2 separate regions of the Zea mays genome follow, and region 1 is linked to region 2. The links are chromatin contacts, called in public Hi-C maps. All regions are on one chromosome and are shown on one strand. Each heading gives the region's core, a stretch centred on a gene start, on an enhancer-like site or on the middle of the called end of the contact. The rest is flanking DNA. Distances are from core to core; before and after follow the strand shown.

The links. A called contact is a pair of places that touch in the nucleus more often than the background predicts.
Region 1: a contact with region 2 is called in a Hi-C map of bundle sheath, with 4 times the contacts expected there. The contact joins the promoter of LOC103626964 here to the promoter of LOC100274431 in region 2. A contact is called at or near these places in 6 of 25 Hi-C or Micro-C datasets (bundle sheath, ear, endosperm and 2 more).

What each region holds. Positions count from the first base shown.
Region 1 is chr5:141,982,455-141,986,028 of Zm-B73-REFERENCE-NAM-5.0, forward strand. It overlaps LOC103626964 (F-box/kelch-repeat protein At3g61590-like), which reads right to left and starts at 1,470. Exons shown (of 3, transcript NM_001301597.1): 1 at 1,212-1,470; 2 at 1,037-1,120; 3 at 1-108. The coding sequence starts at 80.
Region 2 is chr5:141,839,612-141,843,001 of Zm-B73-REFERENCE-NAM-5.0, forward strand. It overlaps LOC100274431 (BTB/POZ domain-containing protein POB1), which reads right to left and starts at 1,678. Exons shown (of 6, transcript NM_001148790.2): 1 at 1,338-1,678. The coding sequence starts at 1,548.

The DNA of each region.
Region 1 (3,574 bases), core at 220-2,719, 140 kb after region 2:
ACCGGCCTGTACTCTATCACCTGTGAGCCGCTGTAGGAACAAGGATAGAGCTCCCACTCTTCTGTCCCCATCGCCAACATCCAGTGAATAGCTAGCTAATACAAGACCCTGCAAGAGACAATTGTTGCGATAAAAATAAGGGAAATGAACCAAATATGAAAACGTCTGATGCAGATAAAACTAAGCAAGCATTTTCAGCCCAGCCAAATTTTTCTGAGTACAGAGTAGATGTAAATAGAAAAGCAATGTTCAGGTCAGACTCTCTATACTCTGTACCACCATGTATAATGCAAATTCGATGAAAACAACCTGGTGGCTGTCTACATCTCAAGGGCACATCTGCCGGTAACCAAACACCAAAAGTATGCCATTTCTTTAACAGACTAAACTCGCCTAGATGAAAAGGGCAATAATCCAACCTGACCAATCTAACCTTCTTTCAACGACATGAAATGCAGTAAGATCAACAAATGGCAGAGGTCTGACCAGTTTCTCTCTCTTTATTACTTGTTACATAAATAAATAAATAAATCTTTTCTCGATCCGTATATTTGTCTTGTGCCACGAGGACGATTAAACGGGGAAAAATGACAGAAACAGCTACTTCTAATTGCCGGGGGGACAAATTGCCGGACAATAACGTCCCCATCACAAATAGAACCTCTCTATTATTATTTTTTTTCCAGAGAGGGCCACAGCTGATTTTTGGCCACCACATTCAATTTGCCGCGGAAAGGGCCACATCACGATCATTAAAGGCAGGCGCAGACAAATAAAGCAAGCAGCGCAGGCAAGAGCAGCACTATCTACCCACCGAATTTTACCAGAAACCACACCACGAAACGCACGCCTCATGGCTAGTACCAATCCTTGACGCCGCGCGAAAAAGCAAGCGCTAACCCGCAATTCAATGCATGATGAAGCATAGACCCTAAACCCCCCAAAAAATAAAAAAAAAGAATCCCCCAAACAATCCATGTCTCACTGAAAAAAAAAAAGACAAACATGAATGGGGGAAGACGATGCGATTGGTTACCTGTCCTCGACAACAGAAATCCAAGAGAAGGCCCTCCCTCCCACAATCCACCAAGCCGCCGCCGTGTCCTCCAGAGTCCCGACGCTTTCAGGAACAGACCGAACAGGGATTCATCGCCAAGAGCTAAACAAATGCACCAAAAACCAAATCTTCCGGGCGGAGAGGGAGAGGGTACCGGCAGCGCGTCTGTAGCGCGTTGGGCGGCCGGTGCCGATCGGATGAGGCGCCGAGTTGCACGAATCTGGTGGGGGCGAGGGGCCTTCGTCGTGCCCACCACCTACTCCGGGAAAGAGATGGAACAGTGGAAGGGCTTCCTCCTGCCCCTACATTAGATCAGGCCCCCCTCCTCCCCCATGGGCGTCGCGCGAGACTAGCGGAGCGACACAATGGCGTATATATGGAGGGGAGAGGGAGGCAGAGAAAGGGGAAGGTGCTTGCTTCAAGCAAAGAAAAAAATGTTTTAGACAGTGAGGGAGGGATGGAGGGAGAGGGTCGATCGGTTCAGCTCCAGACGTACTAGTGTAGTGGGAGAGAACGGAAATCCTTTGGATGGTGCTTTTTTGTCTACCGGACATATCCACCTGACATGTGACATAGATAATCTCACTGTCATCCTGTGCTATCTAGCTCTACCCTCTCCTAACGCATTCGTAATATCACGAGGACTTTTTTTAAGTATTATATCTCGTTTTGATGTAGATATTGGTATACAAAATCAGGATTTAGATTCAGTTTTTCTAAATTCTGTTGTTTAGTTGCACATAGAATTGGGTTTTTAAAACCAGAGAGTCAATTCCGTGGTATTGGACTATAACTAGAAACTCTCTCTCCCAATTGAGAGTGTTACCCCTCTGTGCAGGGACATCCAAATAATAGAACTGTAATTTCATCTAATTTCAATACCATGGCTGATTTTATATTCAAACCAATTCAATTTCATGCCCTCCAGTACCGGCATATGAACGAAGCATTAGACATTCGGCTGAGCTTTTTACAGCGCTGCTACTGTAGCTGGAGGCTATTCTTCCGAAGCTAAAGTATTAAGGACTAGTTTGGGAACTATATTTTTCTAAAGGTTCCTATCTTTCTAAAGGAAAATAAACTATTTTTCGTTAGAAAAATGGAAATCCCTTTAGAAAATAGGGTTCTTAAACTAGCCCTAAAAAGTGGGAAAATCTATGGGCATGGCCTAAAACAGACAACCGAACATTGTCTTTATTACAACAGGGGGGTTTGAAAGGGAAATGTGCCCTTGGGTCATTTCTAGTATATTTTGGTGATTAAGTGCTCAATACATATTGAGTGAGTTATTATGTGCCAAATCTTTACTACTCTATAAGATAGCAAAGTAGGCGTCCACCAGCTACCGTGGCTCCGCTCCCGTGATTCGCGTGCCCCCGCCCCGTGATCCATCCTCGCCCGCCCGCATGACTCGCCGCCATCGACGCGAGGAGCTGCTGCATCGCGTCGCCTGCGCCGCACCTCCCGCGCCCGCTCATGGATCCCACCTCCGCACACCGCGCTCCACTGCTCCCTCCCCGTCTTTCTCGCTGCTTCCCTCCATCTGTTCAGGCAAAGGGCATTGCAGTGCCAGCCATCTGCCACCGCCCTAAACCCTTCGCAGCGCCAGCCATGGAGAGGCTTATCAGCCCCCACCGCTCTAGATCATCCTGTAGCATTAGCGGCATCTGGTCAGTGGTTGTGTGGATCCGAGGCCTCTAAGTGCAGATCCAGTCCTACTTGCTCCGGATTTGGTGTTCTCTCGCGGAGGGAAGCCCGCTGAACAAAGCTCCTCCGCCGAAGGGTTAGTATGAGGCTCCGCGTGGGCTTGCCCTGCTGGTCGGTTACGCTTACGCTGAGGTCCTCCGGTAGGTGGCAATGGTTCCAGATTTCCGGTTACAACCTGGTTACATTTCTCAGGTTGCTATGGGATTTGGATTTCAAGCTATCTGCGGACGGGGAAACTTACTCCAGCTCGATCGATGATTGGGAGTTTGGACTTTGTGTTTTTTTTGCTTAGAGCCCAGGATCGCTTCCCTATCCACCTTGTTTTCCGCCTTGATTGTGTGCTCGGATGCTCTCTCGTCTTTGCTCTAGAACATTTCAGCAATTACTTAATCCATTTCAAACCTCATCTTGGACGAGCCTCGTGCCTTGGGTGGGTGTTCAAGACACCTTTGGGCATATTAGAACACAAAAATTGGTTCTAGCCTTAGTCATCTTCGCTGTTCTCAAGTATTCTGTTATTCGCTATATTTCCGTCAAGGCTGTACATTCAGTTGCCGACTACGGTTCCTGTGGCGTCGGCACCGAGACCAACGGGGAAGACACCGCTGAAGGGGAGGAGGCAGAGGGAAGCCCGTGGAACAAAGCCCCCCGCCTCGACGACGCTGCTCGGACTACGCTTCCTGTGGCGTCGGCACCGAGACCGACGGGGAAGACGCCGCTGAAGGGGAGGAGGCGGAGGGAAGCCCGCAGAACAAAGCTCCCCGCCTCGACGACGACGCTGCTCGGACTGCCGCAATGGCCGAGATCCCC
Region 2 (3,390 bases), core at 428-2,927:
CCAAGCAAGTTGGGGTAGACTAGAGTTGAAACCCAACAAAAGCCACAAATCAAAGTTTAGGCACGTGGATAGTTGTTTTCCTCTCCTATTCAAGGCTAAATCTTTGATTATATTCCATCCTTTCAAGTCTCCTTTTATTTTCTCCGATGTCAACTTCAGCATTCCCCTGCCTCTTATCATTACTATCACGCAGTAAGATCCCACTACACACTGGTGTCTTTGGAGGTCTCACACGTTCAAATCACCTCAATTGGTGTTAGACAAGCTTTTCTTCAATTGGTGCTAACCATATCCTATCACCTATATCATCGTTTCGAACTTGATCCCTTGTATGGCCACAAATCCAACACAACATAGAACACACACATTTCCACAACACTTATTACAGCAAATTAGAGGTGCCATGGCCTGCTGTTGAATCGACACGAGAAGATGGCTGCTGCCACCAGGGCTGCTGGAACGAGGGAGGACAGCAACTCCGGCACAGTAGCCAGCAGATCTGCCGCTCTCCGTCTTCCATGCACTTCCTCTCTGCCACACGCTCTATTTCTCCCATGCTTTTCCTATGAGTCTCCCGCCAGAATCTCCTGATGCTTTCCCCCTCCTCCCACCTTTCTTCCACAAGTGATTTCCTACGATTCAGACGCTAATGTGACGATTTTGAGACGCCAAACCCATAAGACAGACAACATATATATATGCAAGGCATAGTGTAACCCTAGCCCGCTCCAGTGCTTAAACTACACCTTAATAACTATGGTTTCCATGATTATGAAGCACAATTGACCCTCTCCGGGTATTTTATCAACAGAGTAAGTCTTCCATGGTTATCTTAAGAACAGGCGACACAAAACCTACACCTCCATAATCAGAAGCATCTATACGCTGCCAACCTAAAAAGTACAGATGCATCACCTGCAAATGGTTTCTGAGTTGCACCCCTCTCGTTACCCCGTAGCTTCTCAACTAGATTAATTTGAATATTTGGGTGGGTCAACTCAAATTCAAACTATGGATAGCCTGAATTAATTCATTTATTCCTGTAAATACGTTTGTCAATTATTGTAGCTCATGACAGATCAAAATGTCAGATAATTCGTACAAGTGCGTCATGGCAGCTCCAAATTGAAATTCCTCTCTATCCTTCACCGATTCCCTTTCCATTATAACCTATATTGTCGGGTACCTACGTGAATCAGATTTTACTAAAATAAACGAGGCACATAGGAGCCCCCAGCAAATTCTCAGCCGAATCGCGTCAAGCGTCACAAATAAACACGCAAAATCACACGACCGCAAGGCAACAACGGCATGCGTAGCCAGAATCCGTGGCGTACCTTTCTCCTTGAGGAGCTCCTCACGGCGGCGCTTGCGGTGGCGCGCCCAGTCGGCGAGGCCACCTCCTCCGGCACCGGCGCCGCTGGACCCCGGAGCGTAGTCATCCCCGGCGACGACCTCGATACGCAATTCCCGGTCGGAGAAGTTGACCTCGTTGAAGGCGAATTCAAAGCTGGGCCCCCCGCCCCCGGGCGAGAAGTCCGGGTCCATCTCCGCCGCCGCGGTCGCGTGCACGCCGACCAGCCTCCGCCTACGGGAAGTGGGGGAGGCGTGGAAGGCGGTGGCCGTAACCCTAGCCGGCGGGGTGCTCGAGGGGGAGGGCGAAACGAGAGAAGTGGCCGGGAGGGAAAGGAGGAGAAGACACAAGGAAGAGACGGTGGTGGTTATAATGAGGCAATGGAGGGGCTAGGATGGGAAAGGGGGCTTCAAACGTTTTGGTGGTGGTGCCGATGGTGCCGCGACAGCGGCGTTGAATTCGTGCTCGGATTGTTGGTTTGGCTCGGCTGACCGTTTGCGTTGAATTCGTGCTCGGATTGTTAGTTTGGCTGACCGTTTGCGTACGCCTAGGTCTGAAAAAAAAAAGTTCAAAGCTCACGAGCCAGTTTAAGTTTGGGGCAGTTTGTAAACGTCGAGTGAGTCGAGTCGAGCCTTATTTTTGAGTTTGCTGGTCCACCGAGCTAGCTCGTTCTGGCTCGTAAGCCGTGCCAAATTAATCAAACTATATATAATAATAGATAATTTCACTTATAGTATTAAATGATGATTATATTTTTCACATTTATGTACTATTAAATCACTATATAATGCAATATTATTTATCAAGGTCCAGCTTGCGAGCCGAGCTGAGCCTCCTCTTTCAGCTCGTTGAGTGAATGAGCTGAGCTTGTCTGTCAACGAGTTGCACCGAGCTAAGTTCGGCTCATTTCCAGCCCTAATACCACCTCTAGTGTTTCAATTCGAAAATATCCAATGTCGTGTGTTGTATATATATGGTGAGAGTGGCAATAGAGACTACGTCCTCTATTTGTTGCGGGGAATTGCTCTTGTTCGGGTTTGTTCGGTTGCTGTTGGAACTCAGTGACACGTGGTCGAGTGGGTCCAAGTAGTGGGAAACAAAAATACTTTGATGCTTAACAACACGATGGATTAGAGCAACAGTGTTTTTTCAGCCTGTCCCATCAGGGTACAGTGCGGGGTATTATAGGTAACTGTAAATATAGTTATGCCCCTAGTTACCTACGTTATCCCCAGAATATTCCCCCCTCAAGGGTTATTAGAGGTCATTACAGTGTGGTTAAGTACAACCCGGACTGACACACTGTTAGGGGGCTTACTCTCTCGAAGGTCCTAAAAACATGACTAACCATATATTTTCAGCATGATATGAATTATTACAGGGAACTTGGGCTTCAGAATGGAAGTTCTCTCCCATGGCAAAGGCATACGAGATGAAGATATAATCCGAAGATGATAAGAATGAACGTTGAAGTTATAGCCGAAGAGTAATAGCTTCGGCTTAAATGGTGATGAAGACCAGACATGATGCTGACCGGAAGGGAAAAAGACTAGCAAGTCCTTAATGATTTATGTTATGTTCATAAGTAAATATCAAGGACACAAATGTACTTTTACCCGGGCTGTGTCCGTGCCTATAAATATATGAACAGTAGCAACGTACTGTTCATGCTGGATTGTAATCGCTCTCACGTCAACACCTTCGAACAAGCCGAAGGTATCAATGTAATGTAAATCCTGTTAATGTACATGTCTACATTATGAAATTCATATGAATACGAATTGATGCAATATAATCATTACTATTATGTATTCTCATTTTCATGAATGTTAAAGACATGTCCTACATGACCGCGTCTGAAGATCATTATATCTGAAATGAGATAATGTTTCGAAGGACGAAGGTCCTTAATTCTTAACGATTGTGTTGCCTTGTTCTTGACCCACATCACTCGAGAACAAGTGAGCAACATTGGCGCCCACCGTGGGGTGAACTCACTTCCACAACCTTTGGCAAGCATTCACCTTCGTCATGCC